Linked DNA regions of Sus scrofa: region 2 is linked to region 1. A link is a contact called in public Hi-C data. All regions are on one chromosome and are shown on one strand. Each heading gives the region's core, a stretch centred on a gene start, on an enhancer-like site or on the middle of the called end of the contact. The rest is flanking DNA. Distances are from core to core; before and after follow the strand shown.

Region 1 (6,220 bases), core at 1,684-4,183:
CTGTATCTGAAGGGACCCTCTTTCAGGTGGCCAGGCCCCTAAGGCCTTCCCAAGAAGGTAACATTTGTGCAGAGGCTGAAAGATGAGAAAGTGCATCATGGGAAGAGGGAAACCTCAAAACAAATGGGAAAAACTCCACGTAGAGATGGTCCCTGACTTACAAAGTTTTGACTTTTGATTTTTCTTTTTTTTTTTTTTCTTTTGTCTTTTTAGGGCCGTAACTGCCATATGGAGGTTCCCAGGCTAGGGGTCGAATTGGAGCTGTAGCCACCAGTCTACACCACAGCTCACGGCAACGCTGGATCCTTAACCCACGGAGCGAGGCCTGGGATCAATCCTGCGTCTTCATGGATGCTAGTCAGATTCATTTCCGCTGAGCCACGACAGGCACTCCTCAACTTACGATTTTTCAACTTTGTAATGCTGTGAAAAAGATAAGCATTTGGTAGAAACCATAGCTTGAAATTTGAATTTCCATCTTTTCCCAGACTTGCCATATGTGGTATGAGTCTCCCGTGATACTGGGGAGCCGCAGCTCTGTCAACGATCACAAGGGTAAACAGGTGACACCCTCACAGCCATTCTGTACCCACACACCACTCCAATTCTCACTTCAGTGCCGCATTCAATACCTTATGTGAGATATGCAGTACTTTATTATGATCTAGACTTTGTGTGAGATGATTTTACCCAACTGCAGGCTCATATACATGCTCTGAGCACATTTAGTGTAGTCTAAGCTCAGCCATGATTCTCGGCAGATTCGGTGTATTAAATGCATTTTTCAACTTATGATGTTTTCAACTCACCATGAGTCTTTCTTTGGACTCAGTGGCCACTTACAATGGACACCTCTACTACAAGTCAAAGAAGATCTGTATTTAAAAAGAGAGAAGAGGCTGGGCTGTGGGATGGAAATCCTTTGAAATTGGATTGTTATGATCATTATACAACTACAGATGTGATAAATTCATTTGAGTAATAAAAAACAACCAAAAAAAAAAAAAAAAAGAGAGAGAGAGAGAGAGAGAGAGAGAAGAGGCTAACGGGGTCTGAGTGTAGAAAGTGAGGGCCGGGGAGGAAGGGGGTAAGGTTCAGGGAGTTTGGATTTTATCTTTAGAGCCAAGAAAAACCACTGAAGGGTTTTAAGCAGAGAGAAGAGACTCTTTTTTTTTTTTTTTTTTTTTTTTTTAGGGCCGCACGCTTGGCATGTGGAGGTTCCCAGGCTAGGGGTCTAATCAGAGCTGCAGCCACCAGCCTACACCACAGCCACAGCAATGCTGGATTCGAGCCACATCTGTGACCTATACCACAACTCATGGCAACACTGGATCCTTAACCCACTGAGCGAGCCCAGGGATTGAACCTGCGTCCTCATAGATGGTACTCAGATTCATTTCTGCTGAGCCACACTGGGAACTTGGAGAAGATACTGTTATTTCATGTTTTAAAATGAGAACTCTGGAGGCTGCATGAGCTTGAACTGGGAGGGCTCAGAGGAGGAGTAGAGCCCCGCTGGGAGGCTACTGCAGTGGTCCAGGCAGAGACCAGAGTGGCTTAGATTAAACAGTGGACAAGGAGACTGAGACAGGTGGGCACAGCTTCAGAATGTGTTTGGTAATTCAGTGGAGAGATCAATGTAAAAGAAAGGGAAGAAACAAGCAAAATGAGAGTAGACTCTTTTTCAGAAGCGTGGGTCCTGCATTCTGGGCATCCGCTCCTGCTGCGTGGCCTACAGTAGAGGAGCTGTACCCTTCCTCTTGGTTCTGGAAGATCAGAGAGGTGACCCTGCCCAAGACTTCTCTGAGAAGTCTGGCTGAGGATCTGGAAAGCCGACTCCTTCTGGATGGTCGGCTCATGTTCTTGCCAAGGAGAAATGGAGGCCATTTTAACTTATTCAATGACTGTTTGTTACCTACTTTCTGTGTGTCAAACCTGTTCCGGGAGGGAGGGATGAACAAAACATACAAAATCCATACCGTCATGGAGTTGACATTAAAGTTGGTTAGACTCACACCAGGCAACACAGTAAATAAACCATATCAAAGAGTTTGAAGAACTATGGAGGGAAGTCACAGATGCTGGAGGTGGGTGGCGGGGAGTGGCTGAGGGTGGAGAGATGGTATGTGCCAGGCTACAGTGTGTGCATGGGAAGTGGCGTTTCTGGGTCTCCTGTAGCTCGAGTGGCACCACCCCAGCCCCTGCAGCCAGTCTCGACTCATCAGACTCATTATCCTATTTGTTGTCGTCTTTGTGCTTATCACACTCTGTAATGATCGTGTTTATTTACCTGCCTATTCCTTATTCAAATAATTCAGATGAATTCTGGTGTCATTCCAAAGGGTGTGAATTCAGGGAGGAGATGAGAACGGGTATGGGATTGTGAAAGTGGAGCCATGACCTGAGGGGCTGAGTTCAAGTAGAGAAGGTTCCAGATTTGGGTACTGGGCTCTGAGCCAGACCTCCCCGCCCTGTTTCAAGTTTTGGAGATTCTTCTGACTGGGGAGAAGGAATGGATACTCATGTGAGAGGGGTTTGGAGAAACCTTTGCATAGGAGACCCTGAGGGCTGAGTGAGCCGGGCGGGCAGTCCCTTGGTCTGGGCAGGGCGTGGGAGGGCAGGGTTTCAAAACAGGGCTGTTCAGTTAGAGGCTGGCCTGTTCTTGTTCTGGTGCGAAAATGCTAGAAGAATTCCAACAGGAGGCCCCCTGTCCCTGCACTGACCTTAATCCCATGTCCCACCTCTAGCAAGGTGTGACAGACTTTCCCAAAGGAGCCTCACTTGGGAGGAGTGCCCTGAATCAGCAAGCGAAACTAAGCAGGTGTTAATTAGGTCCAGGCGGCTGACAGGTGATTGTATCTTTCCTTCATTAAGGATGAGGGGTGTGCAGGGGGCCCCCTGCTGCTCCCCGGCCCCTCCCGGCTTCCAGAGAAGGCTGCCGCTGGGTGGGATCTGCTCTGGGGAGGTGGAATGGACGACCTGGTACCCAGAGCAGAGCCCTGCTTGGCCAGGCAGGCACAGAGAAAGGGGCCCACCTCAGACCGGGGGTGGGGAGTGGGGGGAGGCAGCAAAGGACCCCGGAAAACCTTAGGCTCTGGGAGTTGGTTTCAGCAGGAAAGGAAGCGTCCTTCTTGCAGATGGTGCCATTTGTCACTGCGCCAATCCAGCTGGTTTTATTCTGAGCTAAATGTATTCTTGTCACTTGAGACATAAACATCACACACACACACACACACACACACACACACACACACACACACACCCCTATGGTGTATCACAGGTTTTGGAGGTAAAGAGCAACTTAGAAAAAACGAGGTGTCATAGAAAATTATGAGGTTGGAATTGGGGGATTAAGGTTACAGATAGTTTTAGCTGACTCTCGGTTGTGTGATTGTGATCAAGTTACCTAAACTGTGCTGAAATATTCACAGCTGTAAAATGGGTATTTTTTTAAAATTCATTTTTTATTATGAACATTTACATTTGTTGTGAAGACTTGAGCACTCAGGCAATTATATGTAAACTCTGAGGTTCTCTCCCAGTATACAGAGTAAGAACTATCATGAAGCCACATTCTTATTCAAGGGAACTTTTATAGGAAAAGAACTGGTCAGGTCTAAGAGGTTCTAAACATTAAAAAACCCTGTTGAGGGTACAAACCACTAGGTATAAAATAAGCTACAAGGGTATACTGTACAACCCGGGGAACACAGCCAATATTTTATAATAATGGTAAAAGGAATATAACCTTTAAAAATTGCAAATCGTTGTAGTGTACACCTGTAACATATGTCATTTTACAACTATATTGCAATTTAAAAAATATAAATGAATACATACAAAACCCTTTTGAATTAGTTTCTTCCTGCGCCAAATGAGGGGGGCACAGAGGACCACAAGAGTCCTTCCAGGTTAGAGTCTGCTTCCGAAGAACAAACTGCAGACAGAGGCATTTCTCAGGAGGCTCAGGGCAAAAAGCCCAAGGTGGCCTGCAGGGGAGCACGTCGGGGCATGGCCTTGGGCGCAAATGCCAGCCCCACCTCTTATGAGCTGTTCGACTTGAAGCGAGTTTCTTAACATCTTGAGGTCTCAGTTTCTTCATCTGTAAAATTGGGATAATTATTTCTATCTCCCTTGCTTTGGGGCTTGGAACGTTGATTTAAATGCAAGAATTATATAAAGTGCTTTGCCTGGTGGTTGCACGTGGGAAGTGGCGGTGGCTGACAGGCACAGGGGATACCTGAGCTTGCTCTTCAGGTTCTGACTTCTCAAAGCCTTCTCTCTTTAACCCTTCCTGAGGGAGGAAGGCTTCACCTCTCTGTACCACTGGAGGCTCCACTTGGGCCAGAAGCAGAGGGGCCCAGCTGCCTCACCCAGGAATGACAGAGCGTGGGAAATGGAGGGTCTTTATACCTCACCTGGTTTCACCCTTCACTTTACAAATGAGGGAGCTGATGAGGCCCAGAGAGGTCGCTGCTCACATGAAGCCACCTTCTTATGAAAGTGGATCAGGACCCATTCATTCGGGCTTTATAATTTATCCTTGAGGAATCCCACCTCTGATGCTGTTGGCTAGCCCTACCTGGCTTGGGGAGTTTGTCTGGGGAAGGGCAGGCTAGTTGGGGTGGCAGCGTCCTTTCCAAAGTCCACAGCGCCCCCTGCTGGCCAAGATCTGAGGGTGCTGCCTCCCGGCTGGAGGGCACCGCCTCCCAGCTCCTGGGTACTTTGAGCAGCCATTGAGATATGTTTTTAGAGATTCAGTCTTCCACTGTATCACTTAAAAGACATTTAAATAATAAAAGGCACTTTTAATTTACACTTATGATCCCCACTGCAGTGCTCTCCCGCCCTCTGTGCAGCTGGGACGCCCTCCACATCACTTGTGGCTGCCGGCAGGGCTCCCTCCATCGTTTCTTGTACTTTAGGTTTGTTGGTGATGGATTCTTTCAGCCGTTGGATGTCTTAAAAATCCCTTAATTCGTCTTCATTTTTGAAAGATTTTTTAAAAACTAGGTTTACAGTTCTAGGTTTAAAGTTATTCTTTTAGTAATTTAAAGACCTTGTTCCATTGCCTTGTGGCTTGGCTTATTTCTGACAAGAAACCTGCTGTCACTCTTCTCTTCCTTCCTCTCCAAATAATGTATTGCCACCCTCCTCTGGCTGCTTTTTTTTTCTGCTTTTTTTCTCCTCCTTCTCCAACACTGGTTTGAAGCAATTTGGTTATGATGTGCCTTGGGGTCATTCTCTTGGTGGTTCTTGTGCTTGGGGTTCATTGAGATTCTTCAGTGTACTTTTTTTTTTTTTTTAATCAAACTTGGAAAAATTTTGGCTGTTATTGCTTCAGCATTTTCCCCCTACCTCACTGCAGTCTCTGGTGGCCTCTCATTATTTGTGTGTTAGGCTGCATGAAGTTGTCCCACGGCCGACTTTACCTGCCCTTTCGTTCTTGTTTCCACAGTTCTGTTTGGGTAGCTTCTATGGCTTTGGTTTTACCTTTACCCATCCTCACATCTGCCGTATTTAATATGTCACATCCAGTTTTATTTTTTTCCTTCTCAGACTAGCTTTTTATTTCAGGAAATTTGATTTGGGTCTTTTTTTGGATTGCAGTATGCTGATATACAGTCTGGTGCATGTTCAGGTGTATAGCACGGTGATTCAGATGTTTGCACATTCCATTCCATTCTATAATGGAATATAAGCTATTGGGTGTTACAAGCTATTGGATGTAATTCCCTGTGCTATGCAGTACATCCTTGTTGCCTACCTATTTTATGTAGAGTGGTTTGTATCTGTTAATCTCATGTCTTTCCTATCCCTACTTAATCTTTCTGCTAACGTTTTGAACAGACTTACAATTATATTAACTTTTCGAGTGCCCATCCCCCTCTTCTATCATCTCTCACCATTCTGAATAGTATCAATTGATTTTTATTTTCATTTTATATCATATTTTCCTGCTTTGCATGCCTAGTCATTTTTGATGGCTGCTAGACATGACGAATTGTTGGAGGCTGTATAGACCTTTGCTTCTATAAATATTCTCGAGCTTGTTCGGGACACAGTTACTCGGAGGTAGTTTGATCCTTTTAGCTCAGTTATATTTTTCGAGCTTAATACCATTATTCTTGTCTTTTTCGGACTCAAACTCTAAAATGGTACTTCTACAGCACTTTAAAACTTCACATTGAGTGCACGTGCAGTTTCCCCATGGAAAACC
Region 2 (6,406 bases), core at 3,839-6,338, 310 kb before region 1:
CCGTCCCTCCCTTGGGCCACGTGATTCTCATAATCAAGTAACTTACGGATTATTGCATGGGGTGGTGAGGGTCTCTAGGACTTGCTCCAGGCTAGTAGCCTGGCCACTCTTCTGACTGGTCAGTGCTAGGTCACATTTTGGATATCTTCCTGTCTTTAAGACTCCCACAATTTCCCACTTATTGGGTTTTTTTTTCTTGTGCTTCCTTCCTTTCATATGGAATGTTTTCCTTCATCTTCTATGTCCAAATTCTACCTATGTTGTGCCGAGAAAGGACAAAGACCACTCCAACCGAGAAAAAGCAAATTAGGAGTCTTTAGTACTGGGCAGGGCCCTGCACTGCCCCCAAACAGCTTGAGTGTGAAGCCCCGAACAAAGAAACGGACCGTGTTTATAAAGGCAAACTTACATTCAGGTGGGGAGGGGGTGCGCATGCATAGGCAGGGGTGCAAAAAATAAAGCGACCATTAAAATGCTTTAATTCTTAACTAGCGAGAGTGTTTATGTTTATAATAATGATTTATAGTAAGGCTCATATCTTCTAACTTCAAGCAAACAGCTTCTGTCAGCACTAGAGAGGCAATTCGATGGGTAACCTTGCAGCATCGGCAGTCCCCCCATCAGCTAACTTTGTTCTTCTAAGAAAAAGGGGTTGCGGCCGAAGACTTAGGTACCAGGCTGATTGCTTTACACCGGCCCCACGGAGTGTCCGCAAGGCCCGGGTCTGCGTCCGGAGCTGTGGAATGTTAACAGGGCCCAGGCTTATGTCCTTCACCTATATCAATACCTCGCTCAAAAATAACCTTCTCCAGGAAGCTTTTACTTGCCTCTTCCAATGAAAAAGGATCTGTCTCTTCAAGGATCTATCACAGACCTTTATCTGCACTTTTCCTGGGGCACGTGTTACAGCCTATCTTGAAGTACAGCTATTGAAGGATGTGCTACTTTTTTTCCCTATTCCACTGACATCTCCTTGAGGACCAGATCTAGTAGAATAAATACCTTTTTGGGGGGTGGGGGAGGGGCAACACCCACTTAACCCTAAACAGCATTCAAAGTCCTTCTTCTACTCATACTCTGGGTCTAGGATAAAGGCATGATAGCAGGCATGAGGACTTTTTATGTGACAAATGAAGAATGAAATGGTTATTGTGGTCTGCATTGTAGATTTTTTTTTTTTTTTTTTGATGGTTTGACATTTCTGTTTCACCTCTCCCTGGATCCCATGACCCCACTCCTGAGCTCAAGTGGGCCAGTTAGTTCATCTTTGTTCCTGGGCTTTAGAGAGAAAATATATGAGTTAGGGTGCTTTGGGGTAAAGATAATGGGAAGTTGACTTAAGATAGTTTAAGGAACCATGAAATTATTATTTATTTTCTTTCTAACAGGAGGCCCCCGGGCAGGAGAGGCTTCAGGGCTGATTGATTCAGCAGCTCAGTCATGCCATCAGGGAAAAGTTTCTTCTGTCTTTTTACTCCATGATCCACATTCGCCTTATAATCACAGGCGGCACATCCAGGGCATGTAGTTGCTTATTCACACTCGAGGGAGAGACTTGCTTTTCTTTTCCAGAAACCCTGACCAGGCCTCTCTTAAATCTCATTGCCCCAAATGGTTTAGGCCAAAGGCATAGAATCACCTCAGTTAGCTCAGACAAATTGTTTGGGGATGGAAGGGTTTTGGGAGCTGGACTGGGAGCTTGTATTTTCCAAAAATGGCCATCACAGCATCTGCCCTCCCACAAGCTCTTCCTACCATGTGACCCTCACGCTTCTCCCATCAAGAGGTTGGGATCTATTTTTCCTCCCCTTGAATCCAGGTGGGCCTGTGGTGACTACTTTGGAAGTGACGCTGTCTGATTTCTGAGACTTGATATTAAAAGGGGACAAGGAGTTTACCTGCTTCTCTCTTGGGATGCTCACACAAGGAACCCACATCCTGCTGTGAGGAAGCCCAAGCTGCCTTTGGACAGACCCATGTGCAGAGGAACCAATAGCCAACAACAAATAGCCAGCCACGTGAGGGAGCTGTCTTGGAAGTGGATCCTCCAGCCTCAGTCAGACTGGCCCAGCTGATATTGTGTGAAGCAGAGGAGAGCTGTTTTATAAGCCACTAAGTTTTGGGGGTGGTTTGTTGTCTGCAATAGGTAATGGAAACAGGGCGCACTGTAGAAATAATTGTGTTTCCTCAGTGCTTTCTCTGATGTTTTACTCTTTTTGTCTTTGGATTGGTTAGACATCAAGGACAAGGCCTAAAGTGAGGAAAGACTTAATGTCTACAAGGAATTTCATTGTTTAGATCAACTTATTCACTATCTGGGATTTCTAAATGAATTTTGGGGTTCAAGTTTTATAATAACAGTGATTTTTTCTACACATCTCCTTGGAGAAGTTGCAGAGGAAGATGTCTGGCTGTCATTTGGATGTTCAGGATCCAAGGGCAGTAATCATGACTAACATCCATTACCTTTTTCCTTAAGAGACCTCAAGCAAAAGAGAGGACCTTCAGAACAAGTTAAAGAGAGTATACTTCCTTTTCGCCTTGTTGCCCCCGTCATGGGATCCATATGGGTCCCTTCCTGGCGCTCTTAACTTTGTGAAGGAAGTTAGACTTCAAAGCTCTATCTTCACCAACTAATTTGCAGTTGCAGACTTGACTACTGCTGAAACACAGGAGGTTTATCTTCTCTGTTGAGGGCATTTTGTGGTATCGGCTAAAGTGGCCTGTTCCTGGAATTGGATTTCTATTCTTTGCACATCCTTTGCCCTGCAACCTGGCAACATGGGTGTATGTAGAACACCCAAGCCTTTGGCAGGAAGAGATTCCAGATTCCAGAGACTCTCTCCTCTCTCTCCTTCACTGATCAAATGTGGAGGTAACTTTGGTTACTCCTGAATTACAAGACTAGACATCCTTATGACTCTGGTCCCCCTGGGTTTTTATTATGTCAAGGCTTCTGTTTCTTGGACCACTGAGATACTCAGTAAGTATTTGTTGGGTGAATGAATGATTTTTCTATGGGTTGGAATCTTAGAGCTGATTCCATTAGCGATAAAGAAACTAAAGCCCAGGGGGTTGCAAGAATTGGTGAGGACAGAGGCAGGCTTAGAACTAGGTCTCCTGGCTTTACTGAAAATACTTGCTCATCCTAAAACTCAGCAGAGCAGCCCTTTCTTTCTGAAGGTGTTCCTGCCAGCCTCTCCCACCCTCTCCCCATCCAGGAGAGCTGACCACTGTCTCCAGTACCCTGTATGGATGTCCTTGGCTGCTGCAGGCAGTTATTTCTATATGTACAGCTCTTCCTCTTGAGACGATAAGCTCCTTGAAGATGGAGGCCATGTCTTCATTTTTTTATTATTTTATTTATTTTTTAGTCTGTTGTCTTTTTAGGGCTGCACACACAGCATATGGCTAGGGGTGAAATCAGAGCTGGAGCTGCCAGCCTGCACCACAGCCACAGCAATGTGGGATCTGAGCTGCATCTGTGACCTACACCACAGCTCATGGCAACGCCAGATCCTTAACCCACTGAGCAAGGCCAGGGATTGAATGCATGTCCTCAAGGATTCTAGTCGGGTCAGTTAACCACTGAGCCATAATGGGAACTCCAATTTTTTTTTTTTTTTTTAGATTAACACATAGTGCAGATTTGACTTTCAGTGTAGAAATGAACAGATGTTTAAATGAAAGAGCGAATGCATATAGCGACTGCGTATCTTAGGTTTTTCTCCTGTGATAATAAATTTCAGACCTTCTGTTCTTCCTCTCTATGATCAGACCTGTCAGAGCAAGTACTTCAATACTTTATAATAAAGTATTTTTCTTAGATATCATAATATGTCTGTATATATGCATTTAAATTTTTCTCTTTAAACTCGTTATTATTAGAAAAAGAAATACAGGCTTCTGTTACAAATTCCGATAATGCAGAAGGCTTTAGAGTGAAAGGCAAAAGCTTCTCATTCCTCCTAGACCCGCTACCCTCTATATTCAGTTTCCTGAGGTGTTTTCAGTAATTACTTTGTTTTTACATGTAATTACATGTATGGAGTCACGCTGTATACACTCTTTCACCACTTACTTTGTTTTAAAACATGATCTGTTTTGCACATGTTTTCAGTCAGTGCATATATTTCAGCCTTTATCTTCTTCTTCTTTTTTTTTTTTTTGTCTTTTTGTCTTTTTAGGGCCCTACCCGCGAATGTGGAGGTTCCCAGGCTGGGGGTCTAATCAGAGCTGTAGCTGCCGGCCTCGCCAGAGTCACAGCAATGCCGGATCCAAGCCGCGTCTGCGACCTACATCTCAGCTCACGGCAACACTGGATCGTTAACCCGCTGAGTGAGGCCAGGGATCCGAACCCGCTACCTCATGGTTCCTAGTCGGATTGGTTAACCACTGAGGCAGGAAGGGAACTCCCAGCCTTTTTCTTCTTAATTGCTACATAGCATTCTATAACACAGATACAATATCAAAGGTCTAAGAGTGGGCTTTTAGAAAGACAATTAGATAGCTTCATTCCCCCTCCCCCCCAGAAATGTTCCAGAAATCATGTACTCATATAGGCATATCTGAGGAGAAACTATTGGGAGTAGAAATCAATGGTTTCCCTGATATGAGCATTTAAATTTTTGACTGATGTTGCAAAATTGTTTTTCAAGTGTTCCTAGCTTTTGATAGGGAAACAAGTTATTTCTTAGGTCTGTGAATCAGCAAGTCTGCTCAGGCCTAAAACATCAAATGGATACAAAGGAGTTAAATGCTGCTGTGCATTTTTTTTTTTTTTTTAATTGGAGCTACAGCTGCCTGCCTACAACACAGCCACAGCAACATCAGATCTAAGCTGCACCTGCAACCTACACCACAGCTCATGGCAACGCTGGATCCTTAACCCACTGAGTGAGGTCAGGGATTGAACCTGCGTCCTTACTGAAGCTAGTCAGATTCATTTCCGCCGTGCCACGATGGGAATTCCTGTGGTACATTCTTGTGTTTTATCCTAGACGTGAGCCTTTTCTGTAGCCTGCTGGGAATTGTTCTGCCTGGCTTCCTTTAGCCACCCTTTCCTCATTTCCAGCCCAGCCTGTAGAGCTCCCTTTGCTCTATTTTGAGCTTCTTGGCACTTGGCAAAATCCCCCTCTGTTGCTTAGTCATCCCTTGATCTGGAGCCAAAGCAAAAAAACCAGTCAGCTCCAAGAACAGGAATTACCTGTTTCTCAGTCAAACCCCTGCTGCCAGAAAAGTCTGTGATTTCCCAGTTACAATCCAGAGGGTGGCTCCTCCTTGTGGTTTGGTGGGTGCTCTTTAAAGGATGCAGGGGAAAAAAAAAATCCTCTTCTAGTGCAAGGCAGTTTGAATTTTTTTTGTTTTTTTTTTTTGTCTTTTTGCCTTTTCTAGGGCCACTTCCGTGGCATATGGAGGTTCCCAGGCTAAGGGTCTAATCGGAGCTACAGCTGCTGGCCTATGTCACAGCCACAGCAACGCGGGATCCGAGCCACATCTTCGACCTACACCACAGCTCAGGGCAACGCCGGATCCTCAACCCACTGAGCAAGGCCAGGGATTGAACCCACAACCTCATGGTTTCTAGTCAGATTTGTTAACCACTGTGCCACGACGGGAACTCTGGCTGTTTCAATTTTTAAGCGGCCAATTTAAAACACAAAAGAAAGCATGTTAAACAGGCTCACGATGTGGAGATGGGAAGATAATTTAGTCAATAAATACTTATTGAGCACCTATCCTGTGCCAGTTCAGTTCTGCAAGGCACAGAGTGAGTGTGTGGGAAGAGAAGGGGGTGTCAGGCACAAGCAGGGCCGAGTGCCTGCTGGGTCTCCTGTTCTGGTCCCACACATCGGAAGAGACAAACCCTGTCTCTAGGTGGCCTCCTAGGGAGCAAGGCCCGCTGCTCTCTCCCCCCTGCCAAGCCAAGCTGGTCAGTAAGAAATCTAGCTGTGGACAGGAAACTGTAGTAGTTTTGATGGGCCAAGTAGAAAAAAGGACATTTGCTCATGCAGGATTTAGGGCCTGCAGCAGCGTTGAGGCTCAGAACCACTACCCAGGAAGTGACTCAGAGACACGTAATGCCAGAGTTGCAGCTGTCTTTATCTCTCTGCGGAGCTTGTGGGTGGGGTGGGTCCCTGAGTGGAGCCGCTATGAGCTCAATGGTCCCAGGCCTGGGGGGGGTCGTCCGGCTCTGTTAGGCTCCACTTGATCTCCTAACTTTGGACACATTGCCAGCCAGAACTCTAATAATTTAGAGATGGCAGCACCACCCATTGTCACACATATTTGGGGGGCTTTAAAAATGCCGGAAAGCCCTGCCTTAGAAGTTGCTGCCAGAGAGAAATGCTCTCCACCCACCCTCATTTTCCACAATCCCAAAAGGGGGTGTCCTTGTGACTCCAGC

Evidence for each region. Hi-C and Micro-C count contacts between places; a contact is called where the count stands out from the background.
Region 2: a Hi-C map of omental adipose tissue shows a contact between it and region 1, with 3 times the contacts expected there. The contact joins two enhancer-like sites. A contact is called at or near these places in 1 of 5 promoter capture datasets (liver), 27 of 47 Hi-C or Micro-C datasets (adipose tissue, alveolar macrophages, blood and 16 more) and 2 of 2 datasets of contacts at active chromatin or transcription factors (alveolar macrophages and skeletal muscle).

The regions. Positions count from the first base shown.
Region 1 is chr4:96,905,539-96,911,758 of Sscrofa11.1, reverse strand. No RefSeq gene overlaps it. Among named protein-coding and RNA genes, the nearest start is that of CRNN, 25 kb to the left of the region's middle. Within about 2 kb of position 2,933, at least 1 of the 83 cell types and tissues checked has an H3K27ac peak or open chromatin away from gene starts, as enhancers often do. A contact at or near this core is called in omental adipose tissue, where this site is marked.
Region 2 is chr4:97,217,628-97,224,033 of Sscrofa11.1, reverse strand. No RefSeq gene overlaps it. Among named protein-coding and RNA genes, the nearest start is that of S100A11, 13 kb to the left of the region's middle. Within about 2 kb of position 5,088, at least 29 of the 83 cell types and tissues checked have an H3K27ac peak or open chromatin away from gene starts, as enhancers often do. A contact at or near this core is called in omental adipose tissue, where this site is marked.